Regions from separate parts of the Sus scrofa genome. Here region 2 is linked to region 1. A link is a contact called in public Hi-C data. All regions are on one chromosome and are shown on one strand. Each heading gives the region's core, a stretch centred on a gene start, on an enhancer-like site or on the middle of the called end of the contact. The rest is flanking DNA. Distances are from core to core; before and after follow the strand shown. Region 1 overlaps GSE1 (genetic suppressor element 1). Region 2 overlaps GSE1 (genetic suppressor element 1).

Evidence for each region. Hi-C and Micro-C count contacts between places; a contact is called where the count stands out from the background.
Region 2: a contact with region 1 is called in a Hi-C map of liver, with 6 times the contacts expected there. The contact joins two enhancer-like sites. A contact is called at or near these places in 1 of 5 promoter capture datasets (liver) and 5 of 47 Hi-C or Micro-C datasets (embryonic fibroblasts and liver).

What each region holds. Positions count from the first base shown.
Region 1 is chr6:3,451,428-3,459,364 of Sscrofa11.1, reverse strand. All of the region lies in intron 2 of GSE1 (genetic suppressor element 1), which reads left to right. Among named protein-coding and RNA genes, the nearest start is that of GSE1, 200 kb to the left of the region's middle. Within about 2 kb of position 5,149, at least 4 of the 83 cell types and tissues checked have an H3K27ac peak or open chromatin away from gene starts, as enhancers often do. A contact at or near this core is called in liver, where this site is marked.
Region 2 is chr6:3,526,666-3,534,602 of Sscrofa11.1, reverse strand. All of the region lies in intron 1 of GSE1 (genetic suppressor element 1), which reads left to right. Among named protein-coding and RNA genes, the nearest start is that of GSE1, 130 kb to the left of the region's middle. Within about 2 kb of position 3,737, at least 8 of the 83 cell types and tissues checked have an H3K27ac peak or open chromatin away from gene starts, as enhancers often do. A contact at or near this core is called in liver, where this site is marked.

The DNA of each region.
Region 1 (7,937 bases), core at 3,900-6,399:
CTGCCTGCACTTACTTCCCTGAGGTTCTAGAGGGGCCAGCACGGGTGTCAGGGCAGCCGCGGGAAGCCCGACGTCACCGCTGGTTCAGAGCTCCTCCCTGATGGGGAGCCTGGTCCCCCCGCCCAGGCCGCCCCAGCGGTCATACGCTCAGAGGACTTCCCAGGACAGGAGGCTGGGTCCTGAGTCCCCTGGAAAGGGATGGGCTCTGGGTCCCCTGAACCTGCCCACCCCCAGCAAGGCTGGGTGGCGGTCCCAGACCCCAGCGGTGTGAGCACCCCCCGGAGGGTGTGGCGACATCCTTGGCTGGGCCCTGTCCCAGCGTTTCTGACTCAGTGGGGCTGGGTGGGGCCGCAGACGCCGCGTTTCTCACACGCTCCCAGGTGATGCTGATGCTGCCAGGCTGAGGCCCCGTCGTCGGGCTCCCTGGCCTAGAGGAAGGCAGGGTGGGGAAGGGTTCCTGGAAACGGGTGGAGCCGGAGTCCTCGGGGCTGCCGTGAAGCAGGTTTGGTGCAAAGTCATCGAGGCGGGACCCAAAGGCTCAAGGCTGTCCCAGGCGTGCCCTTGACCTCGGAAGCGGCCACGCAGCTCCCTGCCGCCTTCCCCAGCCCGCTGCGCATCTCTGTCCCCATGGTCATGGCGGACGGTCCATCTCCTTCCTTGGCACAAACCCTACCTCCTCCAGGAAGCCCTCTCTGATGGCTCCAGCCCTTTCTGACGGCCGTCTGTGGGATGTTGGCGACAGGCACAGCCAAGAGGACGGGGTCCAGAGCTGAAGGGAAACATAGTCCTTAGGTCATCGTTTCCAGGCTCCACCCCGGGGTCCCCTGGGAAGGGATGGGCTCTGGGTCCCCTGAACCCGCCCACCCCCCAGCAAGGCTTCCGGGTCAGGAGCAGGCAAAGGGGGCAAGGACGGAGGCAGGGCACCATGAGGAGGTTGTCGCCATCATGAAGGCAAGGACGTGAGGCTTCCGGGCCCGGGTGGCAGCGTTGGAGGGGCTGATTGGATTCAGGGTGCCATTGGAACACGGAGCTGTCAGGATTTGCGGGAGGATCGGAGCGGGGCTGGGAGAGAAAGAGGGTTCGTGAACATCCCCACGTTTTTGACTTAAGCAATTGCAAGGCACGCGTTGCCAGGAGGAGCGGGTCTGGAGACAGGAGCCGGAGCTCCGTTCTGGCCACGTTTCACGGCGCCGTTAGACTCCCAAGTGGAGATCCAGTTGGCAGTTGGATCTGGAGTCTGGAGCTCCGAGTGCGGCACCCTTGGTGCACAGATGGTGTGTGAAGCTGGGAGCGGGGCAGACACCTTGGGAGTGAGTGGTGCCTGGGGGGGCGCCGGGCCCCGGGGCGTGCTGACAGTTGAGGGGGGCGGCGCTGGCGTGGTCACTGCAGGGAGAGCGGCGAGGCGGCTCAGGCCCTGCCCCCGTCGAGGGAGCTGTGGACCCATCTGGAGTGGAGGTCGGAGTTTACAAACACACCAGCCTTCCTTTCCTTGGTACCACGCTTCTCAGCTTGTTCATGTCACTTGGGGAAACTCGCAAACACCACTGATGCCCAGGCCCCGCCCCCAGAGGGCCCGATGGACACGGGCTGGAGGTGGGTCCCCCGCAGGGAGAGTTTTGAGACTTCCCAGGTCAATGTGATGGGCAGCCAGGGCTGAGAGCCGCCGCACTGGGAGGGCCAGAGGGCCAGCATGGTGGGCAGAGGCTCCAGCAGGACAGGGGACAGGCAGGGCTGGAGTCCGAGCTGGAAAGGCCTGAGACCCAGCTGGGACTCACTCATGCCATCGGCAGTTATCACAGGTCTGTGATGTGCCCTGTGTTGGGGACGGAGATGCTGACCTAACCAGACACGTCCCCTGCCCTCCTGGTATCAGAGGACTGTGACAGTTAACCTCGGCAGACACCAAACGGCATGCTCGTGACAATGGCTGGAATAAGCACAGGGAGCAGGGAGCCCAGCCTGACATCACGGAGGGCTTCCTGAGGGTGGTGACGCTTGAGCTGGGCTTTGAAGGCAGAGGGCGTTTCCTACACAGGAAACTGGAGGAAGGCATTGCAGATGGAGAAAGGCATGGAGACTGAACGGCATGAACATGGGGGCCAGGGAGGCAGAGCGTGGCTGGGAAGGTGGATGAGGTGCCAGCTGTGGGCCACAAAGCCATGGGGAGCAGTGGGGGCCGGGTCAGCCTGGGCGCTGGGGTGGGGAGGCTGGACTGTGGCATGAGCTGTTGCTGAGTGTGGGGCTGTGCTGGGGTGAGTAGTGTCACCCCCAGTGCGTGCCACCTGGGACCTCAGGATGTGATCTCATTTGAAGACTGGGTCTGTGCGGCTGTGGTTAAGGCGTCATGCAGAATCGGAGAGGACTTAATTGCAGGACTGGTGTCCCTGTGAGAAGGGCCTGCGAAGGGGCCGGGGCTGCTGGAGGCAGGAAGGATCTTCCCTAAGAGCCTCCAGAGAGGCCATCCCAGCCTTCTGGCCTCCGGAGCCGTGAGAATTACATTCCTGGTTTTGCACCCACGCGCCCCCCCCTCCCCCCGGTCTGTGGCACTTTCTTACAAGGGCCTAGCAAGTTCTGACCCGCCCTTCACCTCAGAGGAAACCAGGTGCTAAAACTCTGCACCTGTGCCCTCTGCTTCCCACCCCATTGGATCCCCAGGTGGTGGTGACAGTGACAGAAGCAGGCTGCCAGGGACCCGGTGCACCTGCCTGTCCCGTGAGGCTCAGCCTAAGTGCCTGCCTGTGCACTGAGTGCGGGTCTGAGGAGGCCAAGGGCAGGTGGCTTCTCCACGTCCTGAGTGCGGTTTCGGGTCTCCCTCTAGGGCCCCAGAGAAGGAGAGGGCACTCCCCCAGCCGGAGCCTTGGGGCTGCAGTGTCTCGGGCCTCCTTAAGGGGGCGCCACTCAGATGCGGCCCGCCCTGCTCTGGAGGCCCTGCACCACCCGATCCTCTGGGCATCAGTTTCTTCCTCCGCTGAATGGGGAGAAGGAGGGTCCTCCGGAGAATTAGAGTGACATCTGCAGAGTGTTTGAACACCGCCCAGCAGGGCAGAGAAGTGTTGGTGAAATAAAATCTGGAAGGGAAGCAGGATAGTTGGGTGTGTGGACAGAGGCCCTGGGCTCTCCTGAACACGGTCCCCCAGCAGCCTGGGCCCAGGACAGAAGTGTCCGGGGGTCAGTCTGGCCTTGGTCCCAGCTCATGGGATGAGAGGGATGGAAGGCCTCCTGCTTCCCACGGGGCCACACCTGTCCCACGAAAGAGCACAGCCCCTCGTTGAATGAGGAGCAAGCTGAAGCACAGAGAGGGGCAGAGCCCGGCCTGAGGAGGCACAGCCGCCTCTCGATGAGCTCTCTGTAGTATTTCATTTAATCCTCACCTGTGACAGCGGCGGGGGGGGGGTGCGAAGCCCCCACAGTGTAGCCGTGACCCTGAGACCCATGTCTCCAAGACAGCAAGATGCAGAGCCCGGCCTCCAACAGTGGCCCCCCAGCTAGGTCATCGCTTATTCATTCAACAAACATCCCGACAGCTGGGGAATGGTCTCCATCTGTGTGTGTGTGTGTTGGTGAGAGTGCGTCACTTTTTATCCCACCTGCTTCTTCAGAGCAGGAGAGCGATAGAAGTGGATTCCCATCCCTAATATTTCCTTTGAGAGCGGCCTCCCAGGTCCTCTGACTTGAGGGCTTTCTTCCTAAAAGAACCAGTAACGGTCGACACTCCCTGACGCCTCCTCTGGGCCACTGGCACCCCCTGTTCCTCTCCGCACCCGCTCCGTCCTCACCCCCGCCTCAGGCAGGTGTTTGTCGCTATTCTGGGACCTCTTTGCTGAACACCCGGAGGCTCCCTTCCAGGCTGGTCTTGGCAGGTGCACAGAACCGGCCATTGCTTTTTCTGAGGATGACCCATCTGCCGACCCCTGTGCCCACTCGGCCCCCACCTCCCTTGTCCGGGGCTGCGCCGCCGCCACCGCCGCCGCCGCAGAAGCATCTTCTAATGGGTTAAGTGACTTTGCACCAGACGCCATCCCGGTTACATTATCAGCATGAATAAAAGATGAATCCTGCTGGGCGGCTCTCAGGATCCTCCCACGCGCCCGCACGGAGGCTCCAGGCAAGACTGGCAGTAAGAGGCTTCTCAAGAGGGAGCGGGGGTGCCCCACAGAGCCACTCAATGAGGGGTGTCAGCTTCCTGCCAGGAGGCCTGGGGGCAGGGGCCGTGGGGGAGGGGTGGGTGGAGCACTGGGCTGGGAGTCCAGGCCATCGCACGAGTGTTTACTGAGCCGCTGCTCTGGGGCTGGCGCTGTTCATGCCCCCAAGGGGCAGACAGGGTCCCTGCCCTCACGGGCGCGTGGATAGAACATAAACGTGCTCAGATGTGTTACACAAGGCAGTTCTCGGCGTGGCTCAGCGCATTATGAACCCAGTTGTTATCCATGAGAACGCAGGTTCGATCCCTGGGTCCCGCTCAGTGGGTTGAGGATCCGGTGTCACTGTGAGCTGTTGAGTAGGTCCCAGATGCAGCTTGGATCCCGCGTGGCTGTGGCTGTGCTGTAAACTGGCAGCTGCAGCTCCAATTCGAGCCCTGGCCTGGGAACTTCCATATGCTGTGGGTGTGACCCTAAAAAGCAAGCAAAAATAAAACTGGCAGGGTGTGAGAAAATCTGTAGAAACAGTTGAAGCAGAGGAGGGGAGGAAGGGGAGACAAGTGGGGGCTCTGGTTGCAGGAGGTGAACTTCCAGCCTGCAGGTGCAAAGGCCCTGAGGTGGGCACATGCTCGGGCGCATTGGAGGCTGGAGCTGGGGAGTCAAGGGCGTGGAGGAAGGAGTGGGGTGGGTCATACAGGGCCTCAGAGGCCATTCAGGGCTCCACCGTCCTTGCTGAGTTGGGGGGAAGGAACAAACAGGTTCCCCTGTGGTGGGAGCACAGCTGCCCTGGGGTTGGGCTCGGTGGACCCTGGCAAGAGGGCTTTGTAGGAGGGGCTGCTGGAGCCTGCAGGCCTGGGCTCTGGCAGGGCAGGGTGGCCCGCTTACCCTCTTAGCTGCTTTATCTTAGCAACAGATTGCATAAACCCTGAGCTAATATTGAACTTGCCTGCATTTTAAATAGCAGCTGTAAACACCACTGCTCCCAGCTCCTGGCCCTCTGATCTCTGCCCAAGGGGGCATTCAGGTGCGGCTGGCCCTAGGCGCTGCCTGGGCAAACACTGCAGAGGGCAAGGGGTAGGGGGGCAGAGTCAGTTACCCAGGACCCAGAATCCCGATCACCTGACCTGCCTCTGAGTGTGGATGCCCCTTGGGCTGGAAATGGCCAGGAGGGACCCTTTTCTGGAGAAAAGGGCAAAGGCCCAGCCTGTCTGGGGGGCCATTTCCAACCCTGCGTGGACATCCTCTATGACGCAAAACTGGGCTTTTGTCCTCCCGGGCTCCCAAGTCTATAGGCCCAGTGCTGAGGTCAGTCCCCAGGGTGGGGGATGTGCCCAGCCGGGCCCCCCCACTGCCCAAAGGCTCCAAGCCTGGCTCACTGCTCCTAGGGTGTGGTCACCTTCTGCTTCTGTGCCTTAGACCCCTGGGGGCATTTCTGAAATCACCCCTGGGCAGAGTCCCACCTGCCAGGATTCCCATTTAATCAATCTGGAGCTGCCGGACTTCTGGACAGCCTCATGGGGGACCCTATGCCTTGAACACTGCATGTCCTGAGCAGCTGATTCAGTGGTGGGCTGGGGTTGCGAGGGGCTTGGACCAAAGAGAAAGATCGAGGCGGGGGCTCAGTGCCAGGAGGGGCTGGGGCGGCATCTTTCCTCCATCCCACCGACAGAGCTGTGGTGAGAATGTACGTCTGTCTGTCTGTCTTTCCATGCCTCCCCCCACTTTGCTCCACCCCTTCCCTCTGCCTGCAAAGCTCTTCCCCAGGTGCCTGCTCCCCGCTCGGGGCACTGACCTGGGGACGCTTCCGGAGCAGCGCTTCCTGCTCTAATCACTGTCCAGCCTGAGAGCCTGGAGCCCCCTGCAAAGTGCCTCAGAGCGTGGACACGTTGCTGGTTCAGACAGAGAATATTCCGGGGTCTCTGAAGGAGCCAGAAGCCCAGCTCGTGTCTCCCTAATAACAGCCGTCCCCATTTCTCCCTTCGCTCTCTCACTTATCCGTTCACTGTTCACAGTGGCCCCCGTTCAGCTCCTCTGCGTGTCCTCTGCGAGGTGCACAGGGGTGGGAGCTAGGGACCCGGTCCCCTGCTGTCACAGTGCAGGGCCCAAGTGTGCTTGTGGGAAATGGAGCTTGAGCTGATGCACCATCAGCATCAATGCCCAAGGTGCTTCACCTGTCCTGCCCCCGCCCGCCTTTCGTCCTGGGGCACGGGGAGGCGGGCGGTTTCCTGGCCAGAGGCCAGGCCTTCTGGAAGCAGCTTGCTGGGACCTGGAGCCGCAGGATGGAAGTGTGTCAATATTGTAACAACCGGCCCAGCTGGACTAGTTGCTACAAGCTGCACGTTGACCCGCCAGCCGGTGGGACCCACTTGTGTCACGCAGTCCAGGCCTCTCCAACCTGTGCAAATCCAGGAGGCTGGCCCCAGGGGCGGGGGTGGGGGGTGGCCCACCGCCCGCGTCCCCGCCTCCCTCGCAGCCTCCTGGATCTTGCTTAAATACTTTAAAACAATCTAAAAGTAATTATCACGCACAGGCTGCTCGGGAACACCTGCTCCATCCGCCCCTCGGAATAGCTAATGCGCCTGCACAGAGTGCAGACAGGCGCCGGGCTCCTCGCGTGTCCCGAGTCGCCAGATGCTCCTGCGCCATGGCACCCCGTCACCACCCTGCCGCGTGGCACGGCGAGGCCGCCGAGCCCACGTTTCCAGCGCTCCCCGCACAGCTGTCACTTAGGGCGATCAGTAGAAGAATCATCACCCCACTAAGTCATACATATGGAACATCGTATTTGCAGAATATTTATTTTAACACGTGTCAAGGGCCTCCTCGGGTTGTAGGCAGAGCCTCTGCCTCTCGTACAGGCAGCTGGAGGGGGGCTTTCTTCCTGGAGGAAAGGGGGGTAGGCAGGGAGCTGGGCAGGGAGCATACTGGGGGGGGCAGGTCTGGGCTGGGGACCCCACCCTCGAGCCCAGGGCTCCCATCAGCCCTCCCCACGTCCCTGGCTGCTCCCATGGTGTTGTCACAGCTGTCGAACAGCTGCCTGTTCTGTTATCTCAGTTGGGGGCCAGCCAGGAAAGAGAAACCACAGGAGGTATTTCGGCAGAGAGGATTTAATACAGGGCCTTGGCGAAACAGGTGCTGGAGGACTGAAAGGGCAAAAGGGGACACACAGGACCCAGAGAGATCGCCCCCGGAGTCCAGGAAGAGGTTGGGGCTGCTGGAAGGTGGAAGCTTGGCAGAGCAGGGGCCCATGGAGCTGGGAGCCAGACCTCGGAGGAGGGGGTGAGGCTGGGCTGGTGCCGGGATGTGGGGAGAGGGAATCTCTGGTGCAAAGCGAATCTCATGGGGCGGAGGGATGGGGTGTCTTCCTGTGGAGGCAGTGCAGGGACAAGGGACAGTAAAGTCACCGTACATGGCCACCACAGCCAGCCAGGCCAGCCTCCCCTTCCCACCTTCCTAAAACCATTCTGCCCCCGTGTATCAAGCAGTGCTGGGCAAGCTTATCCCCCCGGCCTTTGTTCCCAAACGACAGTTGGAGAGATTGAGGCTGAGCAGTGAAGTAACTTTGACCGTGGCCAAGAATCCACAGCAAGACGGAGGCGAGTAGGAATCTGAACTTGCTATACTGCAGCCTCCTCCGGCTAATATCTTAGAGACATCTTCCAGCTCTGTCCCTTCTTATCCCTAGGACAGTGAGGCCTGCGGAGGTGAGGTTACCTGCCCATAGTTGCTTAGCCAGCCAGCAGGATTCACTCTTCACACAGTCCTGTTCCAGAATCTACGTGTTTACTCACCACTTTC
Region 2 (7,937 bases), core at 2,488-4,987, 77 kb before region 1:
GGACCCATTCTCTCCCCAGGGAGCAGATGTGATGGGCCTGCTGCCCCAGTTGTGAAGTATTTCGAGTATCAAGCAGGGCTGGGCGCCCCAGGGAGACAGGGCCTGACCGAGGCCTCGGAAGACCTGGGGAGCTTCTAGAAGCTGGGAAAGAGAGGGGCTGGCGTGCCAGGGAGGGGGAACAGCACCCACGAAGGCCTGGTGGGCATGGGCAGGATTTGCTTCCCCACTGCCAGTGGTTGGAAATTTGTGCAGGGAGCCCTCGAAAAGTGGGCATGTGATTCAAGGCTTGGCCGTCACTGCCAGAGCACTGGTGGGGCAGTGCAGCAGGAATCCTTCTGGAAGCTTCTAGATCAAGTGACATCATGGCAAGGGCATGCAGGATGGCGGCTCCTGGGCCTCGTCCTGGAGTGTCCTCCCACTTTCCTGGATCCGGCCAGGGTGGGGTGGGGCGGGGCGTGGTGGCCTGCGACTGGCCGATGAGCGCCCTGTAGGCTGGGCGTCGAGGCGTATCCTGTTGGAGCTTTGTAGTTACCATCAAGGGCTCAGGCAGCCTTGGTCACGACCATTTCACAGATGAGCAAACTGAGGCTTAACCCAGAACACAGAGTGCCGGGGGCCTTGAATGTCAGACCCAATGTTATGTCACTCCATTGCCCCCGAGTGTCCCTGTGACCTCTCAGGTCCTGTCTGTTCCACCTGGAGCTCTGCTGTTCCAGACCAGCTTTGACCTTCTCTTCCCCTTCCTCGAAGAGCTTCTCATAAACTGTACACACTCAGGAAAATAGTGTCGAGCTGAATCGAGGCTGCGTTTGTGGGCACAGCCGGCACAGTGCCTGGCAGACACAGGTCAATGCCGGGGGACCTTTCTGCCGTCCCTGTCCTGGTCACCTCCTCTCAGGACTCTGGATCCTCAGACTGCGTAGCCGACCTACCCAGCTGACTCATCTCTCCGTCAGGGCCGTGTTCCCTTAAAAACAAAAATTACAGCTTCTCAGATGCCTAATGATGGGTTCTGGCTTTTCAGAGGGAAAACTCTGGCTCGGGGGCTTTAAATAGGGTCACGGGGAGAGCCGGGGTGCGGTGGGGGCAGTGCATCCATTTGGCTGCTGTTCCTGGGGCTGGGGGCGCAGGAGGCGCCTGCCTGGGGAGGGAGCGGGCCCTTGAGACGTGGGTGGCTTGGATGTGTCGCCTGAGGGCTCTCGGGTGACCACAGGGCACGAGTGGTTTTTCTTTCTCTTCCCCAGAATGCTGCGCCCCTTAGCGCCCCCTGCATCAAGAAGCTTGGTCTGCTGGGTGATGGGGAGTGACCGGCCCTGTAAAATGCCAGGCACGTCAGGCCAAGCCTGCCACCCCCCACCCACTGTCCGTGTGGATCCCATCTCACCGCACATAAAACCCAAGTCCCTCCCTGGTGTTTGGTGTCCTGGGGCTGCCGTTAGAAACGGCCACCACTGGGGGCCTAGACAGCAGGCATCTGTTCTCTCACCATCTGGAAGCCAAAATCAAGTCCAAAATCAAGGTGTGGGCAGGGCTTGGGGCGGGGATGGGATCCGTCCCGTGGGGTCCATCCAGCCTCTTCCAGCCCCTGTGGCTCCACGTGTCCTTGGCTTGTGGCCGCCTCCCTCCAACCCCTGCCTCTGTCTTTGGCTGGCTTTCCGCTCCGTGCCGGTATCCTCTCTCCTTTTTATAAAAAACCTTTTGCTGGATTGAAGGCCCACCCCCATCAGGTGTGACTCCCTGCTAACAAATGTGCACCTGCAAAGACACAGGCGCCAATAAGGCCGCGTGCGGAGATCCCGGGGGCGGGGGAGGCTTGAACTGGGGGCGATGCGGTTCAGCCCGGCGCGCTCGGCCTGCCAGGGTGTGATCTGAGCCCTCGGCTCTCCTGCCTCCCTTCTACCCCCCACCCCCTGTGGGCTGCGGCATATGGAGGTTCTCAGGCTGCAGGTTCAAATCAGAGCTACAGCTGCCAGCCTGCACCACAGCCGCAGCCACAGCCGCCCCAGACCCCAGCAGTGTCTTTGACCTACACCACGGCAACACTGGATGCCCGACCCACTGAGTGAGGCTAGGGATCGAACCCGCATCCTCATGGCTCCTCGTTGGGTCATTACCGCTGAGCCACAACAGCACCTCTGCCCCAGGGCCTTTGCACCTGTTGGTCCTTCTGCCTAGAAAGTGCTCAGAATTCCCTCCACGCTTCCCTCCTGGGCATCCTCGTGGGGGCCTCCCCGGAGTCACACCCCCTCAGGCTTAACCCTCCTCTGTGCTTCAACTTTCCTTCAGGCCGCTCCGCTGCCACCCCCTGCACGTCATAGGTTTGTTTTTGGTCTTGCTGCCTCTAGGAGCCTGGTAGACAGGGACATGGTCTGACTTGCTCACAGCTGGGTCCCCAGCCCTTAGAATAGTTCGTGGCACATAGTAGGTGCTCAGCTAACCTGTAGCCTCAGTGTGTGCTGGTGAAGCTCTGGTGTTGCCATGAGCTGTGGCGTAGGTCACAGATGCAGCTCGGATCCTGCATGGCTGTGGCTGTGGTGTAGGCCAGCAGCTGTAGCTCTGATTCGACCCCTAGCCTGCAAACCTCCATATGCCGCGGGTATGGCCCTAAAAAGATTAAAAAAAACAGAAAGGGAGGGGAAGGGAAAGCTCGGTGCCACACTCCCCACTCCCCACCACCAAGGCCTGCGCTTTTATCCATTTTATCTATTTCCTATTGGAAAGGAGGCCGGGGGGGGGGGCATCTGGCCTCCTGTAACCGATTGAATTTCCAAGCTTAGATGAGCAGCCCCAGTTCACTGATGAGGACGCTGTGGCTTGGGGAGAGGTCAGGGCCATGCCTGAGTCACTCGGGGTCGAGCCAGAACTGGAATCTGCTCTCTGACCCAGGCCGTTGTCCCCACACCAGGCCTGACCTTGGCTGTGCCGTCCCTGGGCAGCTGTGGGGACCATTGCCCAGGGCTGGCACTTGGCTTCGTGGGAAGGCACCTGGGGCCCTGGCTCCAGCCACGTGCAGGTCAGGAGGGCTGGGTCGTCTGGACCCGCCCATCGCCCGGAGCACAGTGTCCCTTGCCAAGTTCAACATCGGCTTCTGCCAGAGGCCAGCCCAGTGTCACGTGGCACGGGTTCCAGGAAAGAGGGTGTCCTCTGCCATCCCCGATGGCCAGTCCCTGTCTCCTAGCTTCTGACGGGTCGGCGCCTTCAAAGCAGGGGGCGTGGGGCAGAGGGGCAGCCCACCCAGAGCAGAGAAACCTCCCTGAGCCTTCTGGAAATGTAACTGGCCGCCGTGCTTGCCCTTCCGAACCCTATTGCAAAGATAAATAAATGCATAAACCTAGTCAGATGTGCATTTGCCACAGGTGATGACCAGCAGCTGTTTATCCTGCCACTGTGCCAGCAGCTGACACCCATGGGGGCTGCCGGGTGGGCCCCAAGCTCTGAGGACACCGCTCCAGCCCCGACGGCTCTGCCGGGTTGTCGGGGGGGCTGTTGTCTCCACTTTACGCTCAGGGACTGAGGCTCCGACGACCCCAGGGGCCCATGCGGCTGGCCTGGGTGGGGCTGGGCCGAAGCTCGGGGTGTTCGTGCCCTGCCTCCAGCCTCCTGCAATAGCCCCGAAGGGCAAACAGCCCCGCCCCAGGCAGGTGGCTCGGCTGCGTCTGAGCATTTGTGGCCCCAGCGGAGACAGAACCTTACAGATGGCCCGGGAGCTGATCTCAGGTGGCCCTGGGATGCTGAGGCCACAGACTCCAAGCCAGACATGGGGCCACACGGGCCCACAGGACTTCTGTGCCCTCTCTGAGCAGGAGACATGGGCTGGGAGCCAGCGTTCCGTGCCAAAGGCTCGGCATTTTCGGAAACCTTCTGGTGACCACGTGATAGCGGGATTAGATCCACTGTCCCTGCCCACTTCAGCCGCCCTTAGAAAGGGTGAAAGGTGAGAGGTCAGAGGTGGAGTGGCTGGCCAACTAGAGTTGTGAAAGTGAGATACCGAGGAGGCTGTGACGTTGAGTCCCTTCTAGAAGGAAGGGACCTTTGCAGAGGCAGGGTTCTGGGAGGGAGGACGACGGCGAGGAGACGTGTGTACACAAGACGGGTAAGGGGACCCCGATCCACAGGCCTTTGTGGCCGGAACCTGCCAGAACTCCCAGGGCACCGCCCGGTGGGTCCCCTCCTCCCTGACACCTGCCAGGCTGAACAGAGGGCCGCAGCCCTGACCACGTGTCCAGGGCCAGCTCTGCGGTGACACCCCCACGCGGTGTCATGCGTTCGCTGTCCTGACGTTTGCCCTCGTTGCTGAATGAGGGCCCCCCGTTTTCGTCTCGTGCTGGGCCCCCCGCCTGTGTTGTCGGTGCGTGTGTCACATGCTTGCCTCTCATGTGCCTTGTGAGATAACGCGGCACAGAGAGGCTGGTCACCTGGCCAAGGGCCACCCAGCTTCCATGTCCAATAAAGCCTTGACCCCAAATCTGTCCTGAGTCCAGGAAAGTTTTCTGTGACCTGCCCCTGCAGGGCTGGAGTCCAAAAGACAGTCTGATAGCAAGTGTCAGCCGGCAGGTGGATCTGAACCATCACTCGCTGCAGGGGGTGCTGGAAAATGCTTCTGCTGCTGCGGAAACGGGTTGCCGGTTCCCCAAACAAGCAAACCTCGGGTCCCTGCAGGACCCTGCCGTGCCACTCCCAGGTAGATGCCCACGCGACCTGAAGACACAGATGCCCATAACCACGTGTCCACCGCAGCTCACGTCGGCACCCGTTACGTAAACACAAAGTGGCAACAGCCCAAGCGTCTCTCCACGGATGACGGCTAAGCCAAATGTGGCCCATCCATGCGATGGAATATTATTTAGCCATGAAAAGAAGCCAACCACTGATACATGCCCTAGCGTGGAGGATGCACCTTGAAGCCACGCAGCTGGACAGGGCTGCATACTGTTATGATTTTATGCGAGTGAAATGTCCAGAATAGAGACAGACAGTGGACGAGTGTTTGCCTGGGATCTGGGGGGAGGAACGACTTCGGGGGACGGGGTGTTGTTTGGGGTACTGAACGCGCTCTGGGATTCGCGAGTGGTGAGGGGCACACGGCATCGGCATCGTAATACACTAACCGTCCCCGGGTTGTGTGCTTCAAAATGCTGCATTGTGTGACATGTAAGTCGTGGGTCTGTTTTTTTCCCCATAAACTGTATTTGATTTATTTTTCAATTGAAGTCTAGTGGGTTTATACTGTTGTGTTAATTTCCGCGGTACGGCCAACTGATTTCAGTTTTATAAACACTCTCTTTTCGTCTTCTGTTCCATTATGGTTTATCACAGGATATTGACTCTGCAGTGGGACCTGGTCATTTATCTGTTCGGTTTATCATAGGTCACATCTGCCAACCCCAACCTCCCACTCCATCCTCCCCCAGCCCCCTCCCGCTTGGCATCTGCACGTCTGTTCTCTATGTCTGTGAGTCTGTTTCATTTTTTTGTTTGTTTGCTTTTGCTTTTTGGAGCCACACCTGTGGCACACGGAAGTTCCCAGGCTCGGGGTCGAATCGGAGCTACGGCCGCCGGCCTCTACCACAGCCACAACCACGCCGGATCTGAGCCGCATCTGTGACCTACACCGCAACTCACGGCCACGCCGGATCCTTAACCCACGGAGTGAGGCCAGGGATGGAACCCGCCTCCTCATGGATCCTCGTTGGGTTCGTTAACTGCTGAGCCCCAAAGGGAACGCATGTTTCTGTTTTGTAGCTAGGTCCACTTGTGCTGTATTTTAGATTCTGCATGTAAGTGATATCATGTGGTACTTGCCTTTCTCTTTCTGACTTCACGTAGTATGAGAATCTCTGGTTGCATCCGTGTTGTTGCAAGTGCAATTATTTCGTTCCTTTTTATGGCTGAGTAGTATTCCATTGTATAGATATACCACATCTTCTTAGTCCATTCGTGTGTCAATGGACATTTTTTTTAACTCAGTAAATTTTATTACATTTATGGCTGTTCAGTGATCATCACAACCCCATTTACAGCTTTTCCTCAATGGACATTGTGGTGGTTTCTGTGCCTTGGCTGTTGTGAATAGTGCTGCTACGAACACAGGTGTGTGTTTATCTTTTTGAATTATGGTTTTGTGCAGGTATATGCCCAGGTGTATCTCTGTTTTTTGTTTTTGTTCTGTGTGTGTATGTGTGTCTTTTTGCCTTTTCTAGGTCTGCTCCCATGGCATATGGTGGTTCCCAGGCTAGGGGTCGAATTGGAGCTGTAGCCACGGGCCTACACCACAGCCATGGCAACGTGGAATCCGAGCCGCATCCGCACACTACACCACAGCTCACGGCAACGCCGGATCCTTAACCCACTGAGCAAGGCCAGGGATGGAACCCGAAATCTCATGGTTCCTCGTCGGATTCGTTAACCACTGCGCCACGACGGGAACTCCTGTATCTCTGTTTTTTAAAGAAGGCTCCGTGGCAAGAGCAAGCTTTGGGCCTGGACTGCACCCTTTTCGTTCTTTATGTCCCAGACCTCTCTGACCTCTGGAGGCTTATGACTGTCCCTCTGAGTTGTTCATCTCACAATCATGTTTTTTTGAGCAAAACCTGGGTCCTGTGATGTGGGAAAGGATATTTAATACTTGCCTTTTTAGCATATGTTCACATGAGAAAGTGGACAAGGACAGAAAAATGGCCTGACAGTTGGCACGTAACATCACTTCAGTGGAAAGAACAGGTTTTTCTGGCATCAGGAAATTCTGGCTTTTCCCAGACCTGGGATCCTCCCAACCCTTGGGGAGGGGCCGTAAAACCTAAAGGTTAGAGGGGAAGACTCTGGAGCCACTGGCCTGGTTCAGATCCCAGCTCCCCCCACTTTCTGGCTGTGTGACCTTAGGAGGGTTCCTTTCCCTCTCTGTGCTTCAGTTTCTTAATCTGGAAAATGAAAATGCTTCGAACAGTGCCTGGCCCTTAGGAAGCACTTCCTGTCTGAGTTTAACTCATGTTTTAGCGTCAGTCTAACTAGTATTTACTCATATTAACTAGTATTTGTGGGCACGTGCTAAGTGCTCTGGGCTCCCCGTCAGGGGACGGTTTCTCCCGGTCATCTGGGTGACAGCTGTGTGACCAGACACCCCGAAGTCGGGAGCAGGAAACCACCGCTTTGGCTGACAGATGGACAATTCGGGTGAGGCTGGGCAGGGGGGACCCGTCTCTGCTCCCCAAGCTTTCGCATCTGGACTAGGGCTGGAGGATGCACCTCCCAGACGGCACCCTCATGCCCACAGGGCTGGTGGCCCGGGCAGTGGCAGGGCTGGGAGTGTGGCGGTGTGCCCTCCCCAACCCCAGCACAGCAGGGTGGCTGGGTCCTAAGACCAAGGGTCCTGAGGCAGAGCCGGGCAGAAGCTGTACCACCCTCATGACCAGGCCTCCTTGGCCCCCTGGCATCCACTTCCCTGACTCCATCAGGGCCGGTCTCACAATGCCCCTGCCCCTTCCAGCGTCAAGGAGGGGGCCAAGCTGGAACGATCTGGACGCGCGTGTGGCCTGGGAGGGAGCAGTGCGGCCCATTTTGGGAAATATCATCTGTCCTCGCAGCCCGGAGGGTCAGGGCTGGAAGGGTGCTCACAGGTCACCGGGCCTGCACCCCACAGCCCACTGCACGGGGCCGGGGAGCGGGGGGAAGCTGAGGGGCGGAGAGGCGGGCAGGCCGTCCCGGTTCCCTGGCGCTTATCAGGGTGTGCGGAGGGATGGCCTCTCTCCTGCTCGCCCGCCAGCTCCTGGGAGGAGGGGGCCCCGCCGTCTTTGCGGCAGGACCCCCGCCCCTCCCCCAGTGCCCAGCTCAGACGACCGGGCCACCTGAATCCAGCAGACCCCCAGGCCAGGGCCCAGCCGGCCCCTCGGACCTGCCCGTCGCTCTCCCACAGTGACCTGGCCGGTGCTGCATGCAGCCGG